Linked DNA regions of Salmo salar: region 1 is linked to region 2. Evidence: chromatin contacts called from public Hi-C data. All regions are on one chromosome and are shown on one strand. The core of a region is the stretch at or near the end of the contact, and the rest is flanking DNA. Distances in the headings are between cores, read along the strand shown.

Region 1 (6,890 bases), core at 3,296-5,795, 180 kb after region 2:
GTTCACACTGAGCACGTGACAGACGTGACAGAGTCTGTAGACGCCGTGGAGAACGTTCTACTGCCTGCAACATCCTCCAGCATGACCGGTTTGGCGGTGGGTCAGTCATGGTGTGGGGTGGCATTTCTTTGGGGGGCCGCACAGCGCTCCATGTGCTCGCCAGAGGTAGCCTGACTGCCATTAGGTACCGAGATGAGATCCTCAGACCCCTTGTGAGACCAAATGCTGGTGCGGTTGGCCCTGGGTTCCTCCTAATGCAAGACAATGCTAGACCTCATGTGGCTGGAGTGTGTCAGCAGTTCCTGCAAGAGGAAGGCATTGATGCTATGGACTGGCCCGCCCGTTCCCCAGACCTGAATCCAATTGAGCACATCTGGGACATCATGTCTCGCTCCATCCACCAATGCCACGTTGCACCACAGACTGTCCAGGAGTTGGCGGATGCTTTAGTCCAGGTCTGGGAGGAGATCCCTCAGGAGACCATCCACCACCTCATCAGGAGCATGCCCAGGCATTGTAGGGAGGTCATACAGGCACGTGGAGGCCACACACACTACTGAGCCTCATTTTGACTTGTTTTAAGGACATTACATCAAAGTTGGAACAGCCTGTAGTGTGGTTTTCCACTTTAATTTTGAGTGTGACTCCAAATCCAGACCTCCATGGGTTGATAAATTGGATTTCCATTGATTATTTTTGTGTGATTTTGTTGTCAACACATTCAACTATGTAAAGAAAAAAGTATTTAATAAGATTATTTATTTCATTCAGATTTAGGATGTGTTGTTTAAGTGTTCCCTTTATTTTTTTGAGCAGTATATATCTCTTCTATCTCTCACTCTCTTTTAACTCTTATCTCTTCTAACTCTCTCTTTTAACTCTCCTTCTAACTCTCACTTTTATCTCTATCTTTTAATTCTCTATCTTTTTTAACTCTCTCTCTATTTTAACTCTCTCTCTTAACTCTCTCTCATTTAACTCTCTCTCTTAACTCTCTTTTAATTCAATCTCTTCTTACTCTCTCTCTTAGCTCTCTTTTTAACTCATCTCTTCTAACTCTCTTTTAACTCTCTCTTTTAACTCTCTCTCTTAACTCGATCTCTTCTAACTCTCTCTTTTATCTCTCCTTCTAACTCTCTCTTTTAACTCTCTCTCTTAATTCTCTATTTTATCTCTCTCTCTTAACGCTCTCGCTCTCATTTAACTCTCTCTTTTAACTCTCTCTTCTTACTCTCTCTCTCATTTAACTCTCTCTCTTAACTCTCGCTTTTAACTCTCTCTCTTAACTCTCTCTCTCATTTAACTCTCTCTCTTAGCTCTCTTTTTTAACTCTTATCTCTTCTTACTCTCTCTCTTAGCTCTCTTTTTTAACTCTTATCTCTTCTAACTCTCTCTCTTTTAACTCTCTCTCTCTTAACTCTCTCTTAACTCTCTCTCTTTTAACTCTATCTTCTTACTCTCTCTCTTAGCTCTCTTTTTAACTATATCTCTTCTAACTCTCGCTTCTAACTATCTTTTAACTCTCTCTTTTAACTCTTTATTTTAACTCTCTCTCACTCTTGCTCTGCCTCTGTGTTTCTCTCTCCGCCTCTCTCTACCTTTGTAGATCTGTCTCTCCTTATCTCGCTCTATCTGCCGCTCCCTTTATCTTTCTTGATCTTCCTCTCCCTCTATCTTCCTCTCCCTCTCTGTTTTTATCTTTCTCTGCAACTGGCTTCACACTGTCTATGGTGATATAGACCATTATTGAAGAAAGTCGGGGCAGTTGGCTAGGACAACCAATTAGATGGCCGTTATTTCATTTTCCTCTATTTTCACTTCTCCTTTCTGTGGTAACGGTCTGGTGAGGTCTCTCTCTATTCCTCTTTCTGCCCCTGTTCTGTTGTCTGGTGCCCTAGAGAGAGATGTTTACACAGAAAAGAGAAGGATAGTGTGGTAGAGGGAAAATGGATAGAATAGAGAGATATACAAAAGGACTGGAATAGATGGAGATGAAAAGAGAGAAAACAGGATGGACAAAAACATTTCAATGAGAAACAGAGGAAGTGAGGGAGGGAGAGAGGAAAAATCAGAGATGGAGAGGGAGGGAGGACGTCACACCTGTCCAAACGAAGCGTGTCTGGCACCTTGCACCTGCGCCCTCACCTGTCACTCAGTGGCTGAGTCATGTTAGTGAATACTAAGCAGTTTCTCCTGTCACCATCCTGCCTCGCTGGCTGTCTGGCTTACTGCTGGGAGACAATTACTGGGTGATACCAAGCATCTCCCTGCCTAATTACATGTAAATCATTATCATATGGATGGTTCTATGGTAAACAGGTCCTGTCAGCTGTGTGATGTCTCATTATGGGTGGAGAGGTAGAGGTGATAGAGCGTATAGCTGTGGAGCAGGCAGTTAGGGAGAGAGGACTCTAAGTGTTTATAACCTCAGCTTATGTGTTCATTTCTCAACCTATCTCTTTCTTATTCCATCCTTTCTTATTTGTCTCTCTCTCTCTCCTCAGATATAAATGAGCTTAGTGGTGCCCAAGGAGGTCTGGAGGTCTGTGTTTCTTAAACAGTGGCTTCAAAATCATGGCTGCTATTCTTTAATCCCACAACACGTTCTCACTTCTCTTTCTGCCTCTGTCACGCAGAAGGCAGATTGTCCATTTGAAACCTCACTGATTGACGCCACATGCGGCGTAGAACACGGTTTCCCTCTAGTTGCCAATGGTAGTACAGGTTGGCCACCTGACAGCTTTTAGTAGCTATTAACCAGGCTTGTGCCTGGTCAGCAGAGAAAGAGAGGAGTAAATCACTGTAAGGGATTTATGGTCTGTCAACCAGGATCCTGCAATAACCATTCAGTTAGGTTCCATTAAAACACAGAGCAGGGGAACAGTAGGACGTAGCTCCATACACTGGGGTAGTACTGTTGCTCCGAGGAATTTACTGACTGCCATAACTTATAGTATGTCAACCTGTGGTGTAATATTTTGTAAGAGAGGAAGAAGATTGATGGGCAGGGTCAACCCTCCCCATTTATTTGAGATTGAGTCCTGCGGATTTCTCCTAACGTGTCTGTAGGATATACTCATCCGGGGTCATTTGTTGCCACTTCAATCCCCAAAGATAATTTTTTTTTGTCTTCTCTGCTATATTCTAATGGAAAACACCATCAATGTGTTTATCTCAAACGGCAAACCGAGATCCTACCCCAGCACTTTGAAATAGTATTTAAAAACTAGGTACCAGGGTACTTTCAGTGACTGGCGACTAGGCCTACTCAGTGGACAGCCATCACCAAGGACACATGTTCTCCAGTGGTCATATGACAATGTGGACTACTATATTTCAGTGTTACGGGACCCAATAGTGAGGCAACACTTCCATCTACTGGATATCTAATGTATGAACATTTCATGTGAGGGGTAGATACATGTTTTTAAAAATAATAATCTTGGAGCAAATTAGAGAATCTAGTAGAAATTGAATGTAGCTCCCCAGTGTAAAGCTCTAATGCAACTGCAATGGATGAATGGCAGGTGAAAGGGCGGCAGGTTTTGGTCATGTTATCTTTCCCTCTACAAACCATTTCTAATCAGTTGAGTGGAAGGCTGCGTTTACACAGGCAGCCAAATTCTGATATTATTTTTCCACTAATTGATCTTTTGACCAATCACATCAGATCTTTTCACAAAAGACCAATTAGTTAAAAAAAATATATCTGAATTGGGCCGAGAAACAGAGAAACAGAGAAGGAATTTAAAATATATATATATATATATATATATTTTAGTGAAGGAAGTGCGATTAAAGAAATTAAAACTGCATCCTTAATCTTTCCCTCCTTGACATAACAGATCTAATGTAATTGGACAAGTGAAAGCAAGGGCACCGCCATATAGCTTTCACTGTCCAGTCATGTCTCATCAGTAACTACTTCAGAGTGGTCGAAAGGAAGGATACATTTTATATACTGTACCCTGCTTGGGCCCTGACGTTGCCAGGCCCTAAAATGACTATGTCCTGCCCTCTTCTGGGGGTTTAGGGGAACAGCCAGTGTACATGGTTTACGTCATTGTTTCTGATGATTTCCACTTATAACAAATATTAGGTCATGCTGACTGGCACCAATCACATCTGAGAGTCTCCTCTGGTTGTGTGAGCCCACTGTAAGTGGCTAAGATTCAGTGCCTGCATGAGTGAGGGCCACGTGTTATACATATCATGTCAGAGTATAATGGAGAACATTTAGCTGCTCTTGCAGAAGCTTGCTGATTTAGTAATAGCAATAATAATAATTCATTAGTGGGCAAAATAAGAGAAACTTTCAAAGCAAGTGACCTTGGTTTTCGAAATTGCAATAGCCTTGGAATAAAATGACAGATCAGCAATGCCCAACCATAACAGTCTACATCATCTAACAACCTATTTAACATCCCATATTAAATCGATTGATCCGTTTCTGATAGAGCAGATTAGGTAGCCTATAGTCGATTCTACTCTGCCCCAGCGTCACTATGCAAGTTTCAATTGTTATAGCCTACGAGCGGACCATTTTTTGGACTGCCATGGACTGGCATGATACCGACGAAACAGCACAACGACAATTTACAATCTAAGGCTGTGCGCAGTTGACTCCCTGAATATTAACGATAAAGGCCGAATGATAATTTAGTAGCCTAACATTACCAGATTAAAACGTTTAGCGAGGCTGGTTTTAAGAATTGATCCTAACCCTTTTTCGTCATGACCGCACGGCGTTACGTCGGATGAGCCACATCAAACCGTCAGTTTGGTATCGATACAAAATCGGGTTTATTAGTCAAAAACCCCGAATATTATTTGCGCGATAAAAATAATAATAACGCGAGAGTTTGCAAGTTGCCAGAAGACTGTAGTTGCAGCTGTCAAAGGAAGAGTGGATACGCGCATGACTCAACACACATTACTGTAGCCTATTACTGTACACGGCCGCGAAGATAATTTCCGTATAAAACCCCGAAATAATCCCGAGGTAAGGAACCGCAGACTGCACCGAAAGCGACCGAGGTCGAATCTTTTAATTCCTTTTTTCCTCTGGTTCATTTTCTTTTACTCTAACCAACTCGCTTGCAGCTGTTGAAAATTACTGCACTAAACATATTTTTGTGACTCCCTTTAGCTCCAGCCATTGCAAGGATTTTTTTTTTTACTCCTCCTTCATATTAAAGTCGCCATTTTGCTTCACTGCCTATATAAAACCTTGTTGTATTTGAATGTTTTCTTCAAGGAGTCGGAGACGTTTCTATCTTTCCTGCGTGTCTCCTGATATTCATATTCCTTGAGTTTTCCAACGAGACGATTGAGATTAAAGAAGTGCCTCGTGGTTGCCATATTAATGCACGAAAGGGGAAAAAGTGGAGGCTGGAAATAAGGTGAACGTCTTTAGGATTTTAATTGGCATCTCCTTTCCCCCCCTCCTCCTCCCTCTTCCTCATCTTCTTCATCTCCCCTCATCTTTCCTCGGATTGAAAACGGGGACTAGGCGCGTGGCTAACGACCGTGACGACTGTCAGTCCGTCTCCATCGAAGCCCCCGACCAGACCCGCTTGCAACAGCAGGTGTGATGGCCATGTAAGACCGGGAAAGGCGCATATACCGCGCGAGGTGTAGCCCTACCGCCTGACCCCCACGTGGGTGACCCGGGCCACCCGGCGGCTCGTGTTGGGTGACTCCCGACATTGCAGGTAGGTGTGGCCTTCTAGAATCCCATGTCCCTATTATTAATCAACAGCACTGTAAACATTGTAGCCAGCAGCATTTGAATGCACCAATGTAGCAATCGAAACAGTCCACAAACAATGTTGCTGCAATGTAACCATCTTCAAGTAGAGGAGACAGAAGCAAGTCAAACTGCTGTTGCAGCCTATGTGACCTAGGAGGTGAATAGGGCATGTTGTCTGTGCAGCCTTCAAACATCTAAGTGTTTTTGTGTGTACGTGGTCAGTTCTCTTTCACTTTGCAGTTGTTTCTGGGGTTCAGCTTTGGTTTCAGCCAGCTGTATGATGTATTGATTTATAACTGTCATGACTAGGTTAGTAGACTATCACATGTATGCCATACTGCTACAGTAGCAGGATAATAGCCTATAGCTGTAATGTAGCAGTAGCAGTGTTGTAGTATGACAGTAATAAAGTGGTATTACTTAACTCAGAACCTGTGTGTGTGTGTGTGTGTGTGTGTGTGTGTGTGTGTGTGTGTGTGTGTGTGTGTGTGTGTGTGTGTGTGTGTGTGTGTGTGTGACTTATCTCCATGTCAGTCCTAACAGTGCCTTGACTGTGTGTGGAAGTTGTGCATTCACTGCTCTGGGTGTACAGTAAGCTACTGTGAATATAGAATAGAATAAAATAGAATTTAGTTGAATTAAAAACTGTATTGCGAATCAGAAATCAACCATGGTACATCAATCAGCAAATCAATAAAAATGAATTTGTTTTAGTGTCAACAATGTTATAGACATGACAATGAGGGCAAGTCACAATAGGGACACAATAGACAGTCTACATATATCAGTAGAGAACGGCTCATTATAATGGCTGGAATGGAGTCAATGAAATGGTATCAAACACATGGAAACCACGTCTTTTATGGGTTTTTTGTACCATTCCGATGACTCCCTTATTATGAGCCGTCCTCCCCTCAGCAGCCTCCACTGACATATAATGTATGTATATCTTAGCACAGTGAATGTGCATAATGTCTGTCTGGCTCTCTGGCCTATTTTATGAGTCTTGTATCACACCCTGATCCCTGCTTCTCTAGCAATATGGATCTACCCATATCTTTACAGAGGAAGAAGTGAAACCTGGGTTCAGCTACATACCTCCCTTGCCTTGTAATGCACATGGTCCAGGGTGTGTGTG
Region 2 (6,098 bases), core at 3,291-5,790:
TCCATACATGGCCAGCAATGTAAACTTTAACATTGATTTATCCTGCAATAGATGACGTTCAATTGGTAACATACATTTTTGACTTCTTCTAATGCCTCTTAAGGGGAAAGTAATCTAAAGGTAAACGAATGTAATCAGATTACATTACTGAGTTTGGGTAATCCAAAAGTTACTTTACAGATTACAATTTTAGACAACTGTTACGGATTATATTTGTAAAGTAACCTACCCAACCCTCAATATACACCCTCACAATAAATCCATGATTTATTTTAGTCAGCTCTAAAGAAACATTATGATATGAAGAAAATGTATTTCAGAAGAACAGAATATGAGTTGGCATACTGTATGTTAGTTATATGGCTATGCTCCATGTCATAGGCTGTAGGCTTGTTCATTTAGCTGGCAAGATATGCTTATAAGTCCTGTGCCATTATTTTATAGTAAGTGTAAAAGTGATCATTTGAAATAACTAAATATGCTATATTTAGTTATTTGTCAACCTTAGTTGTGAATGATACAAACCTTAGAATGTCTTACAAATCAGAACAGATATGGGCTGCATGAAGAGACTATAGGCTATTGATGATTTGAGAAAGTAGCAAAAAAAGATTTGCGATCTGTTTCTTGCCTCAGGCTGCACAGCTGTTCTCTCATCAAGTGATCATATTTTCACCCATAAGACTATTCTCAATTAAAATCAAGTCTTTACTAATATGTAAAATTTGTTTCGATTTAGAATGTCCCATTATCAAACGGACAGGGGGAAAAGACGGGATATTCCACCCAAACTCTGTATGCCATGGGCCCTCCAACCCTGATCCTGCAGCTAGCAAGTGCTTCATTTGGGAAACTAAGTGGAATCTGTTCAGGAACATCGATAGTAACATGTTTTCACAACAAAACATTTCACTAAACTGTTGAGAGCCCGTCTGCGCGCTCAAGAAAGGAATACAAGGGGAGAGAGAGGAGATGGAAACGCATGGTGGTGAGATATTCTGTATAGCTAAAAGTAATGTGTCACCATTTAATTATGAAAATATAAAAAATGCCCTATTACTAGGCTATTCAAATACAAATTCCCTAATTGTAGGCTAACTGTAAGCCGCCCTGCATAATCAATGAACCAGCAGCATCGCCTAGGACTATACTTTCTCTCCCAGACTCATGGATAGACATTTTGGAGTGTAAGGTAACCAGTCCATCCAGTATGCATAATAATACAGTCCACACTCAAAGGCTAGACCAATTATGTACCAAAGACATCTTAAATCAGTTTTGTTTGATGTTTTCTTGCCATGTGTAATATGTGGAAGGCTACATATTGTATAAGGGCACGATCATTTGAATGTAGTGGGGGGGGCTTGGACACATAAGACCATGCATAAGCTCTATGGGTGTTTTGAATTAATCATCACCTTAGAAAGCATTTACGTTGGTGTCAGAGTGGTTAGAGGGACAAGAGCCCTGAGCACCAGGCCATTAGGACCTGCTGGAGGGACAATAGAGCCCTGAGCACCAGGCCATTAGGACCTGATGGAGGGACAATAGAGCCCTGAGCACCAGGCCATTAGGACCTGATGGAGGGACAATAGAGCCCTGAGCACCAGGCCATTAGGACCTGATGGAGGGACAATAGAGCCCTGAGCACCAGGCCATTAGGACCTGATGGAGGGACAATAGAGCCTTGAGCACCAGGCCATTAGGACCTGATGGAGGGACAATAGAGCCCTGAGCACCAGGCCATTAGGACCTGATGGAGGGACAATAGAGCCCTGAGCACCAGGCCATTAGGACCTGATGGAGGGACAATAGAGCCCTGAGCACCAGGTCATTAGGACCTGATGGAGGGACAATAGAGCCCTGAGCACCAGGCCATTAGGACCTGACGGAGGGACAATAGAGCCCTGAGTACCAGGCCATTAGGACCTGATGGAGGGACAATAGAGCCCTGAGTACCAGGCCATTAGGACCTGATGGAGGGACAATAGAGCCCTGAGTACCAGGCCATTAGGACCTGGTGGAGGGACAATAGAGCCCTGAGTACCAGGCCATTAGGACCTGATGGAGGGAAAATAGAGCCCTGAGTACCAGGCCATTAGGACCTGATGGAGGGACAATAGAGCCCTGAGTACCAGGCCATCAGGACCCGATGATCGTTAGCCAGTTGGGTACTACCGAAGCATGTCAAGAGTGCATATGAGAAGATTACCGCAACTCAACAGTCACATGGAATTTACTGCGGTCATGACTCATGACTGCCGGTGTGGCAGTAATACAGTCACCCCAACAGCCCTAGGTAGGATTTGGAGAATGTTTCAGTGGCAGAAGTTGACTCCTACAGGCACATAATGAAACTGCAACATATGACAAAACAGAGAGAGTGTGGTATGAGAGTATGGTGATGCATTACCCTTAGAAGTTGGTGAGTATGCTTGAGTGTGTGTCTGCTTCTGTGCATGTAACGTTACTAACCCCCTGCAGTGGGTCCACAGTGGTGTGCTTGTCTCCTGTGGTCAAGTGTTTGGAGAAGAAGCTGTCTGGTACAGGGGTGAGTTTCTCATAGCGCGGGTTCCTCTGGCGCTTGTTCCTGGCATCGCCAACCTCCGGGATACTCAGCCACTCCTCATCTGACATTCCTGACAGCTTCCTCTACACACAGAGACCAAGAGCCAGAGAGAGAGAAAGGGAGAGAGAATGAAGAGTAGAATAGACGTATTGCTTTCAATGTCATTATCCATTAAGAGACGGAAAATGTGTCTTTGGCAGATTTAAAAGGCAGGACTGCTCGGAGACAGTACAGGAGAGTTGACTCTGTTGCCATGAGAACACAGTGCCTAACCTTGAGGTCAGAGAACTGCTGCTGGATCTTGGGGCGCTCCATACGGTACTTCTCTATCTCATCCTTCTCCCTCAGCTCCCTGGGGACCACACAGGACAGACTGGGTTAACACAACAGAGCAGTAACACACACACACACACCCACCCACCCTCAAGAGCAGTAACCCACACTAATAAATACATGGAAGTCTCTTCTCTCACCTCCTCTCCTTGCGTCGTTCGTCCATCCTCTTGTCCAGAGCTGCGTAGATGGCGTCTGCCTCCTCGTCGTCTTTCTCATAGGGTCCACTGGAGAACAGACTGCCAGCATAGCCGTTAAACTGAGACAAAGTGGACAGAGGCAGATGTTACAATACGTTGTGAGCTGAGCTGAGCTTTGCCTGAACTTGTTCTTGGGTGTCATGTATAAACAAGCACCTCATCATAGTTGGTGTCATTCAGATCCTCTTCGTCGTCTTCCTGGTTCTTCTTCATCTTGTCCCCCACCGTCCTCTGCCCCGGGGGAGCATGGCGGTCATCCACCGGGTCGTTGGCATCTCGAGCGGGACCGATATCAGACCGGGTGGTGAAACCTGTGGCTCTGGAGACAGAAGAGGTGGAGATAGATGGAGAGATTCAACCACAGACTAGAACATTATTCTTCAATCTAGCCAGCAGATCTGACCCGCTTGCTTACAGCTGCACTAGGGTCAGACAGGCTTCCTGTGTAGATTATTACACAGCAGAGCTGGCGTGAGAGATGGCTTGGAAAACATACCTCAATCCAGGGATGAGAAATGTCATGTTCATCAAATTGTCCCATTATCCCAACTGTTACACTGAGAAGATTAAACAACTGCTAAAAAAAACTACCAGTTGTAACAGTTCAGTTGGGATAATGGGGCAATTCAGAGTATAACTAATTTCTCATCCCTGTATTGAGATATTTTCCGAGCCATATCTCGGGTTGGCTCAGCTGTGTCTTAAACTACAATGGAAGTCTGTCTGACCCTATTGCAGTTGTAAGTAAGCTGGTCGGATCTGCTGGCTATCTTCTGCTCCTGGAGACAACAGCCTCTGTAGTTTTTGTTTCAGTCTGGTTCTGGAGTGTTTACATAGGTAGATAGCGAGCCAAACATTGCATTGGTGCACAAGTAGTTACTAACGTTACTTAATAACAAGAAGGAAGGAATTTTAGACGTATTGCATCTTAACACTATTAGCAAGATTTAGGTACAAGTACTTGATTGCCAGCCAAATTCAAGATTGTTTTCCAGTCAAAGGTAGCTTAGTTACTGTAGCTAGCTAGCTATGAGGCTAAGCTAACTAACATCATGCCTGCTTACCCTCTGCCGAGTCCAGGCACATAGCCTAGCGGCGCAGCCATCCCAAGGAAGGGCTTTTTCTTCTTGCCCATGAGCGGCGAGGACATGGGCATTGGCGGGGGCTCGGCATTACGCCCGCCACCCCGGCCACCTCCAGAGCCTCTACCAGAATTCTGCCCGCCGCCCCCAAAGCCTCTACCATCATTCTGCCCGCGGCCACCGGATCCTCTACCGAAATTCTGTCCACCGCCCCTGGAGCCTCTACCATCATTTTGATTTCTGTTATTATAGTTTCCATCTCTGCTAGCCATCGTAGCTAGTTATACCGACAACGCGGTTCACTCACTAAGGTATAATAAGAACGAGTTCACTTCCGGAATAATCTTCTTCGTGTGATCTCCCGGCAGACTGGAACTTTTGGAAATAATAACATACGCACTTCCTTTTACAATCATGGCATTGGTCTGCAGCAGCGCCCCCTGTGGCGCACCACAACTACTACTGCCAGGCTCTACCAGCAGAGTGCAGCAGACTACAGGAAAATGTGCAGGCTAGGAGAATCATTGCACATATCCCAGACATGGCAACTGGAATTTGTAGTCTAAATGGTTTATTAAGTCTACCTGTAACTACAGGGAATAAATATGCATTGGTTTCGGGTCATGTATTTGATCAGCACATAGTTGAGTGAATCTGCTAGCCCTCATCAACATAAGCTCATTAGGCTACCTCAGCATATCTGGTTTGACAGCCAGGTCATTTTGAGTCTGCATTTCACCATTATTGACATAATGAAAGTCGACACTGTCCTATTTCTTGAGAGAACCAATTTAAAAACACAGCTGATTGGCCGACACATTTTAAACAGTGTTTTAAAATTAATTGGCATACATTTTGACAGAGATGCATTATCTAATATATATCAAACCAGTCTAACATGGACACTAAAGCCTTCTTGGGCGGTCCATTGTCAATCACAGGATGGGCTCACTGCGATAAATGTAATTACAACCTAATATGACGTTTCTGTGCTGTCTGTCTTGTGATGAAGTACCTCCGCCTATGCATCAATTTGATTCCATCACCTTTAACTTTAGCCATCTACAGCCAAGGCCTCAGCATGTTCATTTCTCTTCATTTAATTTGCCTCCAGGGCAGACATTATTCCACTTCTGGGAGAAGATTCTGTGATGAAAATGGGCTGTCAGCTGCATTAGAGGATGTATGGATTCAAGAGCCCAGAACCATTTTATAGATCCAAAGAGCCGCAAAACTTCACAGACCTGGTTTAATTTTTGTATTTAACCTTTGTTTTAACTAGAAAAGTCAGTTAAGAACAAATTCCTATTTACAATGACAGCCTAAACCAGCCAAACCCGGGCCTATTGTGCACCGCCCTTTGGTACTCCCAATCATGGCCGGTTGTGATACAGCCTGGATTCGTACCAGGGTGTCTGTAGTACGCCTCTAGCACTGAGATGCAGTGCCTTAGACCGCTGTGCCACTCGGGAGCCCCATTACTGAAAGCCGGGAGCCAGGAGCTGAGAGCCGGGAGCCCCAGTTAACCATTGCCGATGTGTACGGAGATAGTTGATATTGAGTTGATAGTATATTCTTCATACAAAATTATGATAGATTGTCTAACTGAATATGTTTAACTTTTCCCCAAAGTAGAACGCTATCATCCCCAGAGTGTGTAGACTACTGTTCCAGCCCAGTATTAACGTACCTGATTCAACTGATCATCATGTTCTTGACTAGAATCAGGTGTGATAGTACTCGGTTGGACCAAAACCTTGCAGTCAATGTGGATCCCCCAACGTACAGTGTTGTATAATACTGGAAGTAGATATTCTCCTCCTCATATGCTCCTCTGTCTGTCTGTCTGTCTGTCTGTCTATCTGTCTGTCTGTCTGTCTGTGTCTGTCTGTCTGTCTGTGATCCAGCGATCCA

What was found. Hi-C and Micro-C count contacts between places; a contact is called where the count stands out from the background.
Region 1: a Hi-C map of muscle shows a contact between it and region 2, with 14 times the contacts expected there. The contact joins the promoter of LOC106566583 here to the promoter of prpf6 in region 2. A contact is called at or near these places in 2 of 3 Hi-C or Micro-C datasets (gill and muscle).

What each region holds. Positions count from the first base shown.
Region 1 is chrssa13:19,255,191-19,262,080 of Ssal_v3.1, forward strand. LOC106566583 (zinc finger protein 512B) reads left to right here and starts at 4,546. Exons shown (of 19, transcript XM_014134719.2): 1 at 4,546-5,002; 2 at 5,258-5,402; 3 at 5,513-5,714.
Region 2 is chrssa13:19,077,172-19,083,269 of Ssal_v3.1, forward strand. It overlaps prpf6 (PRP6 pre-mRNA processing factor 6 homolog (S. cerevisiae)), which reads right to left and starts at 4,541. Exons shown (of 21, transcript XM_014134697.2): 1 at 4,167-4,541; 2 at 3,259-3,421; 3 at 3,043-3,161; 4 at 2,843-2,921; 5 at 2,476-2,652. The coding sequence starts at 4,456.